3 separate regions of the Mus musculus genome follow, and all the other regions are linked to region 3. Evidence: chromatin contacts called from public promoter capture Hi-C data. All regions are on one chromosome and are shown on one strand. The core of a region is the stretch at or near the end of the contact, and the rest is flanking DNA. Distances in the headings are between cores, read along the strand shown.

What was found. Promoter capture Hi-C pulls out the DNA fragments that hold promoters and counts their contacts.
Region 1: a contact with region 3 is called in a promoter capture Hi-C map of liver, with 6 times the contacts expected there. The contact joins the promoter of Vwa8 here to the promoter of Gpalpp1 in region 3. A contact is called at or near these places in 2 of 39 promoter capture datasets (liver and pre-B cells).
Region 2: a promoter capture Hi-C map of liver shows a contact between it and region 3, with 10 times the contacts expected there. The contact joins the promoter of Akap11 here to the promoter of Gpalpp1 in region 3. A contact is called at or near these places in 4 of 39 promoter capture datasets (hippocampal neurons, liver and pre-B cells), 1 of 115 datasets of contacts at active chromatin or transcription factors (astrocytes) and 1 of 9 other capture datasets (adipose tissue).

Annotation. Positions count from the first base shown.
Region 1 is chr14:78,847,713-78,852,071 of GRCm38.p6, forward strand. It overlaps Vwa8 (von Willebrand factor A domain containing 8), which reads left to right and starts at 1,466. Exons shown (of 45, transcript NM_027906.1): 1 at 1,466-1,731. The coding sequence starts at 1,572.
Region 2 is chr14:78,534,296-78,538,580 of GRCm38.p6, forward strand. Akap11 (A kinase (PRKA) anchor protein 11) reads right to left here and starts at 2,565. Exons shown (of 12, transcript NM_001164503.1): 1 at 2,417-2,565.
Region 3 is chr14:76,107,690-76,112,341 of GRCm38.p6, forward strand. Gpalpp1 (GPALPP motifs containing 1) reads right to left here and starts at 3,126. Exons shown (of 8, transcript NM_026177.3): 1 at 2,928-3,126. The coding sequence starts at 3,015. It overlaps Nufip1 (nuclear fragile X mental retardation protein interacting protein 1), which reads left to right and starts at 3,202. Exons shown (of 10, transcript NM_013745.5): 1 at 3,202-3,637; 2 at 4,235-4,308. The coding sequence starts at 3,244.

The sequences.
Region 1 (4,359 bases), core at 216-2,715, 2.7 Mb after region 3:
GAACAACAACAACAACAACAAAAAGAAAATAAAAAGAGGATATGACTCCTCCTGGGTAAGAGGGTGGAGAAGGTGCATTATAGATGTGAGGGAGAAAACACAGAGGCAGAGGCATCTATCTGGCAGGGTTCAGAGTGAAAATGAACACCTGAGTGAGGGTGGTGTGTGTGTGTGTGTGTGTGTGTGTGTGTAGAGGGGAAGCTGGGAGAGGAGAGAGCCAGGATCCAGGAAGCCAGACCAGGAGACCAAAAGAGGACCAGAGTAGTCAAAGAGGCTGGATTGTAGATGGAAGAGCAGCTTGGGGGAAAGATAGTACTGCCTCTGGGTTGGAGAGTTCAGAGTAGGGGACTGAGTGCCTCTACCAGGAGGATCCTGTAACAGGTGGGAATGGAGAGATAGGAGGAGGATCTAGTGGCTAGTACCAGCTTTGATGTGTTAACAGGGACCTCTGTTAGCTTTTATCTGTTAACTGGCACCTCCTATAGCTGGTTGTCTCAGATTTGAGGCCTAACAGGTGTGGTTGTGAAATAGTGAGAATCTATCCATGTAATAATTATGCTGTTTTGACATCTTTAATGTTCACTCCTTTATTTTCGATTTCTCCAAACTAGTTTAAATTATTTCTCTGCCACCTCCATTTACTTCTAAGTTTAGTTCCTCGGGAAGTTTAAGTGCCTGGGAGGTGGGTGCTTAATATGGATGTAAGATACAGGTAGGTCTAGAATTGGCAAGGCCATTCTCTGAGAGCCAGGCCTGCATCTTGTTTGTTTGATTTCATTGTGCAGAACTTCATTAAAACTTTTTGCTTTGGTTAATTCACTCTTGACATTTTGGGGAGGCAGCCTAATTACATTAGACTTTGTTTGCTTTATGGAAGACTGCTGCTGCTTTTGGAATGCATGGTAGGGAGGGAGCCTTAGTCAAGTGTCCTACTTTTTCCTCACTAAAGACATAAATTATGTTTATATAACCCTTGCCTTGTAGCCTGACTGGATCCTTCTGGTAGTTGAACGTTTTTTCATTCACCATTATAGTGTAACATTTCCTCTTGCAGTTTAGAAGATGATAAAACAGGAGCGGCAAAGGAAGGCTAAACTGAAGCTTTCAATGCCTGTGGTGTGGAAACCCTGGGAAGATGACAACGAATTAAAATAGGTGAAGTTCCAGAATCTCTTGAATATTTTCTCCATTCTGAAAAAAGATCCGAAGCAGTATCGAGGGGAAAGCCCACAGTGCATCATAACACAGTAGGCTAGCAGCCAAGAAAGAAACAGGGCATACGCTCAACTGTGCTAAAGGTCTTTGGCATCTCCCCAGCTCCGGGCGTCCCTGGGGCGACCACGCCTGGGGCGGCGCGCCGGGCTCCGGTAGCCGATCCTACCGGCTGGCGCTCGGCCTGCCCTCCGCCCCGGGCCGGGCCCATCCCGCAGAGCCCGGCGAGCCGGGGGAAGGAGTTTCCGGCGGACCCGCCTCCCTGCCGCTTCCTGTCCCGCTCGCCGATCGCCTCCTGCCCGGTCCAGGGACTGTGCTTGTCCGAAGCCCCTGGAGGTCCCACGCATGCCTCCTGCACCATGCAGTCACGCCTCCTCCTCCTAGGAGCCCCGGGCGGCCTTGGGGACGTGGCCTCCCGGCGAGTGCGGCTGCTCTTGCGGCAGGTGTTGCGGGGCAGGCCGGGCGGGGACCAGCAGCGGCTGGAGGTCAGGCTGCTGCACTCTGGGGCGACCGACTCAGGTAACTGGGCCCTCCGCCTTCGCTGCCGCTGCCCTCGCTGCTTTGTGATGTGGGGCAAGGCGCTGGCGCCCCCTGGGCTCCACTCTGAAACCTTAGGGGTCCGGACTAAGGTCTCTGATGCCTAGGAACACAGTTTTCTCCCACTGGAGATTTTTGTACAAGAATCCTCACGTAGACTCTAGGACACTGAGAGGTTTATGCTGCAGCCTTTGGGGGCTGTTAAGACTCGTGCTTGACCTTGACCTTTGACTCCCGAGGGCTTGGTTTTGTGTCATGAGCCAAGTAGGGCTCGTGATGGCATAGACACGTGTACAATCTTGCTGGAGAACCTGTGCCCATGTTCCTTCCCAATTTTAACAGAAGACTCGGTTTCAAGCACTCTTAGAACTGAAAGTCATCGCTTTAGTTAAAACCCTATACTATAGTCGGAATGAATGAGTCCCAAAAAAGAGGGAAACAAAAAAAAAAAGTGCCTCGCTGAGGATCACAAGGTGAAATTGCGATTCAAAACTTGCCTGTCCTCGATTATAGCTTCTAGAGCATGTACTTGCTTTCCACTCTGTTACTCAGTTTTCATCTGCGTGACAACATTAAAACACACACACACACACACACACACACACACACACACACACACACACACACAGAGCAGCCTAAAACAAGGGAAGATTTCTTGGCTGGAAGTTACAGATGTTTCAGTGTATGCTTAATACTTTAATCACTGTGGCCTGTGGTGAGGCAGAAATTCGTGATGACAAGAGGACTTAGCAGAGGGAAGCTGCTCTCTCAGGGAGGCAGAGAGAGAGGAATCGGGGATAAGACCTACTTTTCAAAGAATCTACTTTGTCTCACTAGGTTCACCTCCTTGTGTGTGTCATCTCCAGATAGTATCATCTCATCTAATAAATCCATCATTTCACCAGTCCAGATGATAATACACTCTTATCAGAGAAGGCAGATGTCAAGGGTAGAATGTGGTACAATCTGACAGGCTTTGAGGTTGAGCAGTTTTGGGTAGACTCCGTTTGTTTGTTTGTTTGTTTGTTTGTTTATTTATTTATTTATTTATACTCTCTAGCTAACTATAAGAGCCATGAGTCAGCAGATAGAACATTTAATTGAAAAGAGGTTTTTAAAAAAATGAAAAAAAATTTGTTTTGTACTGATATGCCTCACTACAACAAGGGGCACTGAAACTGAGAACTTGTGTATTCACCAGAGACCTGGGCACATGTAAGAGCCCTCATGACAGAGTGAAAGATTAACTCTTGGCTATCCAGACTCCTAAGGTTAGGGCTTTCAAGGTGAGAGCGGCACAGTTGGAACCAGAGGTCATACACAGGCCACAGCCGTAGCACAGAAAGCAGCAGGCTGTGATGGATGAGTGTGGATGCTGGGAAGACTCTCAGTTGTACTCCAGCACGTGACCAGACTCCCTTTGTCCTCTGTTGTCACTGCTTCCTAGCAGTGTGACGGGAGAACAAAGTACATGAAAAACAAACTCAAGTTGTAGACTTTGCTTCTCCCGAACTGTATGCCTGTTTGTCTTGTCTGCACGGTCCTTTGGTGCCTGTCATCACTGGGTACCTAACAAGCGTTCGGTGGCTTACTGGGTCAAAGTTCATGGAGACTGTTTTTGTGAGAGGCTGCAATTGCTTTGCTGGCTTTCATGATAGTATACCTTTACTAAGCTTGATATGAAGGGGGAAGAGGCCATTTATGTAAACAGTAAAAAAGAAGTTGGGCAACTTTAATCCCAGTACTGTGAGTTGAAGATCAGCCTGGTCTATAACAGTTCCTGCATAGCCAGCTCTATGTAGAAAGAATCTGTCTAAAAAAAAAAGCTTAAACCAAACCACCCCAAACAAACCAACAGACTCTCACAGCTCCTGCTTAGCATCCCTTTCCGTCGGATGGGGTAGAACCTATAACTTGTAAATTCTTTATCTGTATGCTTTAATTAGTAGGAGTGGTATCTCAAGGTTTTAGAAACAAATGGTCAGTCAGCAAGGAGGTTATCACTCCACAGCATAGTTGATGGATCACTGTGACATCATCATAGATGGGGCCAGCTGGCTCAGTAGGACTGGATCTCAGAAACTGACGAGCTTGGAGACAGTTCTCTCAACCCGTGGCTCTCCTTCACCACTGTTCCATGTTCTGTAGATTTCACAGCCTTTTCCTTATGGTGTCGCTGTGTGAAACAGATCTGTTTATACAGACAGTAAAATGTTCCTGCATAAGCTGTTTTTTATTTAGAAAATTGAGAAATGAATCCTGTAAAACAGCCCTCAACACATCAATCAATAATCATCAGTTTTTTATATTGGTTCTGTCAGATTATATATATCTAACTATACAGGTAATTATTTGTACAAGTGTGTATTTGTGCAAATTGGATCATTGTTTTTCTGTAATTTATCACTGTATCCATGGTTGGTGACATTAGCATAATATTGCCCTTTATGATCACTTAAATTAGGTAGACATTTATCCCTATAATTTATTTTATCAGTTTCTTGTTCATGAACATATAAAATGTCTATTTCTAAATATTTTTATATAAGAGCAGTAAAAAAGATTTTCATTCTTATACATGTTTTGTGACTTAAAGATTGTCATTGGGCC
Region 2 (4,285 bases), core at 1,315-3,814, 2.4 Mb after region 3:
GAGAGTGGAAGAGCTCTGTTAGGAACCATGATGCAAAGTCAAGGTGGGTCTGATGTGAACACTCTTACAAAGCAAAGAAAAAGCCCAGGAGGTCTCAGGAGAAGGTCAGTGTTTGACAACTGAAGAGAGCATGCAACTAATAGCAAAGAACTAAGAGAAAACTTGGTGCATTTCAACCTCAAGACTTCCCAGTCTCCAGGCCACTGAGCTAGAATCACAAACTGGACCTTAGCATCAGTGCTCCAACAATATGACAAATGCCTTTTTCTTTTTTTTTTTAAGATTTATTTATTTATTATATGTAAGTACACTGTAGCTGTCTTCAGACACTCCAGAAGAGGGCATCAGATTTCGTTATGGATGGTTGTGAGCCACCATGTGGTTGCTGGGATTTGAACTCGGGACCTTCAGAAGAGCAGTCGGCGCTCTTAACCACTGAGCCATCTCGCCAGCCCCAACAAATGCCTTTTTCAAGTAAGCTAATTCTAATGGCTTTTTGATTCTGGCAGCCAAATAATCCTCAAACCATTAAGGAAGGTCAAAGAAAAAGCTCCCAGTAAGCAGAGGCTAATCCAAAATCTCTCCGCTTCCTCCTTCTGTCAAGTCTAGTCAATAATCCACACAGTCTAAATGCTTATCTCCAGGAGGTCATGTTCAATTAATTTCTTTCTGTAAGCATGAACAGAAAAAAATGAAAATATATGGATCTGCCCCATTTGCTTTTAAGATGGTAAAGCATGTTTTCCCTGTGCCAGAATGCCAGGGTATGCCCAACTTCACACAAGCTAAACTCAAGAGTTCTCTAACCTGGCTCAACACTCATTCTCTCTGAGTGGCTAATTTTTTATTTATTTATTTATTTATTTATTTATTTATTTATTTATTTAACTACTGGGGCCACTTCACAAAAAGAAAAAGAAAAAATGAAAAAAAAAAAAACAAAAAACAACACTTGGATTACCTAAGTAATTGCTCCATCCAAAGTTACTTCAATTGCTTTCCAAACACAAGACAAAGCAACCATTGCTCTAAAAGTCTGAAACCCTTGCCACAACTTAGAAAGACTAGCAACAAAGATGAGTGGAAGGGAACTTTTGCTAACTCCTTTGCCCACTCACCTAAGTTTTTCATATCTCCCTGTGTGACTAGAATTCCCCTATTTATAGCTGGAAATTTCCCTTTACACAACCTGCTGCATTATGATCGGAATTGGCTGAGTTCCTTTCCCAGACACTAAGTCTTTGGAATTAAAATAAAATGTACCATCCTTTCTCCCAAAGGATTTTCTTCTGTTTCCCTGACGAAGCCCTGGAATTCAGAGGCTTGAGAAGGCTAGCAAATCTCTCACTACAGTTCTGGGCCTCCAACTTCAGAATCTTCAACAACTGAGAAACATCACTGGGCACAGAGTATATACTGCCAATTCCTTTCCAGGCAGATCAGTTGAGCAGTTCTGTAGCTATCTACATTAGCCACAGCTCAGCTTATAAACCCACGTCTTCCCCAATTCCCTCATATCCCTTCATCCCTCATAAGTCAGTTACTAACTACACAACTAATTGCTTAATTTACTGCCAACCTATGATTCACAATCCTGCCTGGAAAACACAATCAAGTATGAATAACCAGGTTATTCCTTGAAAAAAATGCTTCTATAGTTTGAAAGATTAGGTGGGACTATTGAAAATGACATCAATCATACTAGGCTGCCTTTTACCAGCACACACACCAACACATACACACACACACACCAAGCAAACACAAAGACATTAAAACAAAATCACCTTTGCATGAATAAATACTCCATCTTTCCTGATGCCCTTATTTTATATATTTTCATACATAACAAAATTGAGTACCAATATAAATAACACTGCTAACAAGGTGAGAAAGATGCAAAGGAAAACAAGCGATTTAGAAGCAAATGGATAATCACAAGGCTATAAAAGAACTGCGAATATTAACTCCAGTATGCGCCAAGGCCATTAGCGATGTGTCTCAGCAGTATTGCTCACCGCAAAATGCCTTAATGCCTAAAGCTAAGCCACCTCCAACTAATAGGGTTTTTTTTTCTTTTCTTTTCTTTTTAAAGACCGTAGGCAGAGCTAAAGGACTGTCACCAAGCTATACCAGGGGTTTAGACTGTACTGTCACTGTGGTCTGGCCAGCCCATTTTCTATTTGATAGCGCAATTCGGATGCTTGGCCAGCCTGGAGGCGACGTGACAGCGATGCAAACAGCGGCATCTGGGGTTAGGGCAGCGCCGGGGACCTGGGTTCGGACGCTGACAGGGAAGGATGCTGCTGCGGAGGACAAAGTGCACCGTCCTCCCGCCCGCGCCCCACGCAGCGAGGCCACGGCGCCCGGCCGCAGTCTGGACCCGGCCCTCTGGCTCCCGGTTCCCTGCCCCGCTCACCAGGCGGCACAGCCTCTCAGCTCCCGGGCATGTCAGCCTCCCGTCACGGCCCGCAACGCCCGGTGGCGCGAGCCGCAGCGCAGCGGCGCTCCCCCTCGCCCGCCCCAGCCCGCGACGCCACCGCCGCCGCCTCCCCACGCCGCCCACTCACTCTCGCGAGAGCCGTCGCACCTCTCGCGAGAACGACCCCGTGGCCGAGCCCGCGCAAAAGGAACAAGGGGTGGGGGGAAAATATCTTCCCACGTGCTCTGGAGGGCAAAGCTGCGGGTCGCCCGTCACGTGACGCGGAGGCGCCCTCTCCATTGGCCAGGCGGCCCTCGGCCCGTGGGAGCTTTAAACCTCGAGCTGACCTACGAACTCTCGGCTGACGTCTTGCGCGCTTCCTGGTGCGTTGCCTTGGGAACGGCTTAACCCTTTCCTCTGGCAAGCGCCCGAGCCCAGGATGCTGGCATCCCATCCGCCACCCTTAGACCTTCCTGGGGCTGGTTTCCCACAGCCAGTGGCAGCCCACGACATCAGGGGTCCAGACACAGCCCATCCTTCAGAATGGGTCTGCCCGGTTCCCAACATCATCAGGGGAAACCACTGAGGAAGCCTTGGGCCCAATCGGAACCTCTGGAGTCAGTCTAAAGGGCAGTGCACTTCCCAACCCCACGGGCCATTGAAATTGGAAAATAAGGCTTTGACCACCAAGAAGCCTAGCCTTGGGTGACAAGCTGTGTGATTCCTGTTTAAATCAGAGGAATCGGTGCAGTCATGTTGCATGGTCTCCTCAAGGACATACGGTCCTCAAACTGGCCGAGAGATGAGAAGGACATTTTGAAGTAGATGCTCCTTATTTGTTTTATCCTCTTTAGGGGAGAGAGACAAGAAAGAGTACAGTCATATCTTCGTTCTCTTCAACAGCTTTTGGCTGCTTTCCTTACACGTTTTAGGCATAATTCCAGGTTGTCTATTGAACACTATGAAGACAAATAGATTAGGTTGTTGAGAGCTGGGGCCGGGTTGGGGGAGGGGGTGGATATCTGTAGGTGTTAACTCGCAGATTATCATCATCTGATGGTGGTGGTTACAATTGGGCCACTGCTTGGGGGTGGTGCCCTTGTGGGAGGAAAGATTCAGGCAGTGATTTGGATAGCAGCCCTACATCGCTAGCAGAAAGTAGAATAATTCACAAGCCCCAAATCCGGATCTAATCTAGCACATTTGAATAACAAGAAATAAACTTGGGATGATAATAGAGGCTAGATCCCTTACTGCTTCATCAACCAAGAAAAGAACTGGGAGTTTAGTCTACAATGAAAAGCTTTGACCTCTTAAAGGGGGGAACAATAACAATTAGTTTAAAAAAAAAAACAAAAAACTAGTAAGCTCTTCCCTGTAGAGAGTGAATTTTACGGAAGCTGAAACAACAAGGAACTCGTCCAGGTAAAAGACAATCCTGTGAGAACCAATTTCCAATGACCTTGACAGTCTCCAAAATGTGTTAAGTCAGAGCCCTAAGCGCTGGCTGCTGACTTGTATTTAAAATATGTAGATTTTTTTTTTTTTTTATCATTTTGTTGTTTTAAACTACTTGAGAAGCGAATGGCCTGAGAGGCCTCTTGCCTTTGGCTTTCTGTCCTCCATTTTCACTACACAGGTAGCCGCATCTCTAAGTTAACTCTAAACAAACATAAAATGGTGTTCTTTGTAGATATTTATTGGAGTAAGATTAGAAAAGAGGGGTTGGAGGCTGAAAAAGAAAAGAAAAGAGTTTAATTAAAAACAAAAGAAATGAGGATGTAAACACTCCACTAACTAACTAGTAACAAGCACAAAGCAAGCCTCTTTATGGTCCTGAGTTTCAACTTCCTTGTACATAAAACA
Region 3 (4,652 bases), core at 1,876-4,375:
GTGGAGGGGGGCAATTTGGAAGACAGTGGCCAGGGCAGGTCACTCTGACAAGGCATTTGGTAGACTTAAGTGACAAGACAACAGTGGTCATACAGCAATCCAAAAGAACATTCTAGACAGGAAGAGTCAGCAGGAGAGAATACACTATGTACTCGCCACCAATGCTGGAGGCTGAAGAGGTTGTACTTCTAATACAAAGGAGGGAAAGGCTGCAAGCTTTGGAGCTGGAGTCTTTGGCTTTGAATCTGGACTTTGCCACTTACTAACTATATGATTGTGTAAGTTAAACTGCTTGTGTTACTTTGTTGCTCTGTAAAATGTGGCCGATAAAGTTTAAATCTTAGACCAGGAGTCCTCAATAGAAGGAAACATTGAAGAATGTTACAGAGATGAACCCTGAGGGCATTTATGAAAAGTGCTACTTATAGTAGCTGACACCATTTGTAACACACATACCATCCACCATCTTTTCTTATACAGTTGATGGAAGGGTTAAACAGACAGACTGTTTGAGCCCCACACCTCCAAGGTACTTAATTCAGCATATTCACAATACAGAACAGCAACTATTAAGAACTGTGGGCAGGGAGATATGGGGGGTTGTTGCTCAACTTTCAATTCCAGAGATGAAGTGGTAGTGGCAGCTACACAAACAGTATGAATATAACTAATGCCACTGAAAAGTATGCTTTAAAATAGCGAATGTAATAGATCCAATAAATATCTTATGATAACATGAAAGAAAAAACCTAGTGCCTTAGTTAGGGTTACTATTGCTGTGATGAAAAATTATGACCAAAAGCTTATGTCAAGCTGACAAAAAGACCACTAACCAGCAATAGCAACACCTGCATATCTGTGTTTACTGATGCCCTAGTCACAACACAGAGGAAGGAAATGAAGCCAGTCTAAATGTCCATCAACAGATAAATGGATAGCAGAAATATGGTGTAAAATACACAGTGGGATTTTACTCAGCTGTAAATAAAAATGAAGTCACAAAAGTTCTAGAAAAGTGGATATAACTGGAAAGTGTTCTATAGTGAGGTGACCCAGTTTCAGAAAGGCAAATACACAGTCCTCTCTGATGTTCATACAAGTGCATATTAAGTGGGCTGAGTACGGATATAAGCTATGAAACTAGAAAAGAGATTATGAGGGGGTTAAAAGAGGTATTGAAGAATAGGGGACACACATGAGACACAGAAGGGGAAAGGAGGTTATGGGAGATGCCTGAAGGCTAAAAGAGATAAGAGGGGGTGGGAAGAAGAATTAACAAAAAGTTTTGTTTAAAAAATGACATAATTCGGTCTTAAGGATGGCTCAGGCAGCAGTTAAGAGTGTACACTGCAGAGGCCCCAAGTTCAGATCTCAGCACCCACATCTGGAGGCTCCCAACTGCCTGTAACTCCAGTTTCAAGGGTCCACACAACTCCTGTTCTCTTCAGGTACTTGCATTCACACGCACATACCCACACACAAACACATGAATATAAATAATGGAACCTAATGCTGTGTATGCCAATTTTACAAACTACAGATCAAGAAGACAAAAGAAATTTCAATAAGAAATAAGCAAAAGACTATCAGAGCACAGTGGTAAAAAGATAATAAAAAATTAGAAAAGTGTTCAATTTAATTTCTCACAAGAAAATACAAGTTTAAATTACTACAAAATATGGCTTCAAAACACCAGATTGAAAAGACAGAGGAAAATGATTAGGGAGAACATGGAACAATCAGAACTCCTATACTCACTGAGGGCTTTGGTAAACTGGTAGGATTCTGAAACTGAGGGTGTATAACAGAGGAGATAGATAGACGGACAGACAGATAGATACACATGCACACACATACACAGTGCATAGTGGCACTCTTTGTAAGAGTTAAAAACAAAAACAAAACCAGAATCTACCCAAATGTCTGTTACCTGTACAATAGGTAAAGAAATTGCAGGGGATTTACCAAATTGAATTCACTCATACTTCTTCAACCTAACTGGGTAGAAATTTCCTTCCTAAAACAAAGAATAAAGGGAATTTTTAAAAATAACGGCACTAGAAATAAGATCTGGAAGGAAGAATCTGCCGGAGACATAGTCTCTGGGTAGCCAGAAAAACAAAGTCAGATCAACATTCTGTCAGTTTTGTTCTTTCCCAAGTAGAGTCAGCGCCGGCCTTCAAACTGGAACAAACACTAAAGCCGGAAAAGCATGAAAGAGTGTGCGAGGTATTGATGTGGCATAGATGCATGTTAAGGTTGCAAGACACAGTGAATTGGTGGAGACTGAGATATCCACAAATTAGTTGAACAGAATGTGTTAAATATTAGCGTAACTGGGGAGAGGAAAACCCGGAGGAAGACGTGACAATGCTCGGGAAGGTGACGCTTAAACTGGTATATGAAGGACGTTTTGTCAGGCATTTAAGTACAACCATAGCACCCCCAAAAGTCTATCGTCAAAGCATAAACTCGAACTGTGTGGGCACTGGGCTGCTGTGTAAGATGGAATGATAGAATGAGGTCGGGAAGTCAGGCCGGGGAGGAGAGAGGCACAGGATCTTTGGCAAGAGTCTTGTAAATCTGAAGATATAGAGATACTAGGTTCTAACTTGGGCTTCATCACGGACTAGCTGCGTGTCTTAGGCACCGATTCATCAGCCGCTGTCATCATTTGTAACACATGCACCATCCATCATCTTTTCTTATACAGTTGATGGAAGGGTTAAACAGACGACCGGACGAAGATTGATCAGTTAGCACAGTCCTATTCGTAATAATAGCAAATTGGGACTGTATAGTCATTTTAACGATGATCGGGTCCCAAACACTCAGGCGTTGCCCAGCTTTTCCCCCAGGGCGGACCGCGCCCACTCCACGGTGGTCGCCAGTCCTTCCCGGGAGTGCAGACGCCCGCTGCTGCTTACCCGGGCTCGGGTCCCGTTCCTCGTCCTCAACTGTCGCGTGCTCCTTGAAGCCTGGCGGCAGTGCCGGCCCGATCAGGTCCCTAGCCATTCGCTGCGACGCACAGTCGCTCAAAGCCCAAGCCAACCTGCACACGCAGTTTAGCTAAACCCAGGCTGGACGGTGTAGACCAGGATTTGCTGCAAGGCCCGAAGGTTTTTCCGGCTTTGTCTGATGACGTAAGCCCGCGATGGGCTCATTGGCCAGATTACTGTAACGGAAGTGACGCTTAATGATAGTTCCACAGTTGCACTTTGGGCTCGCTGCTTGCTAGGTGGCATGGCTGAACCGGCACCCGCCGTGTGGCCTTCGGCCCCGGATCTGACTCCCGCGCCCGGGACTCCGAGCGAAGCTGCGCCGCCGCGGGACAACTGGGTGTACTGGGCCATGCTGCCGCCGCCACCACCTCCTCTGTCGTCCCCAGTGGCGGGCTCGGAGCAGAGCCGGAAGGGACAGCCTCACGTGCTGCCCCAGCCTCCCTCCGGAGCGCTTCCACCGTTCGATGCTCAGATTCTTCCCGCGGCGCAGCCTCCTTTCGATGCCCAGGCTCCGCCCGATGCTCAATCTCAGTTCAGCGGCCAGCAGGCCTGGAATTTGCAAGCCTCCACGCCTTGGTACTGGGGATTGTCTCCTAATGGTTTTTCCACGTACCACACGTCTTACCAATCTCCGGGTAAGCTGCAGTTCCTAGTGGCCCTACTTTACTTTCTCTTTCTTTCCTCTCCCAGCTTTCTCTTTTTATCTCTCAGCTTTGCGCTGTAGTTTTGGAGGCTGGTAATGAGTATTCAAAATGTGTCTCACTAGGTTTCCTGCCACCTGCTCATCCAAAATTTTATTAATTTAACCCAACTATAAAACTGGGGACTACTTGCATAGCAGTAAACAAAACATACAAAAATCCATACCTTTTGAGAGCTTCCTATCCCCTCAGTGTAGGAAGACGCGATACAGGAGATAAAACTAGGTATTAGGAAGTAATGATTGTATGTATGCATTAGAAAAGGATTGATTGGGGGGGAGGTGGAGAAATGGGTTGGCGATGAGACTCTATTGCTCTTGCAGAGGACCAAAGCTCGGTTCTCAACATCCACACTGGGCTCTCAACTGCCTGTAACTCCAGCCTCAGAGGAGCCGATAGCTTTCTTCTGGCCTCCAAGAGTACCTGCACTCCATGCTACCTACACAGTTTTTGTTTTTAATCTAAGAAAAAAATGATCAATAAACAATTGTACCTTTGCAATCTTAAATGAAACCCTCTTTTCTTTTTTAGTTACACATTCTTATTTTCCACGATCACATGATGCAAAATTCAATTTGCCTCAAAACAGAAAACAGAAAACGAAGGTAATTCCAAGATGATAAATGTGGCCTTTTGAACTTGAATGTTACTGCTCTATATATTAAGTTGTAACTGTCAGTGTTTCACATCTGTGGTGGACATGGAGAGCTTTACTTGGGTAGTATGTTTAAGGAACTTAATTATAAGTAAAATGTTGAAACAAAATAGTATTGAAAAATAAATGATGAAATTATAGGAAAAGAAAGAACATTAAAACCGTCTTGGTGCCAGGCGGTGGTGGCTCACACCTTTAATCCCAGCACTCGGGAGGCAGAGGCAGGTGGATTTCTGAGTTCGAGGCCAGCCTGGTCTACAAAGTGAGTTCCAGGACAGCCAGGGCTGCACAGAG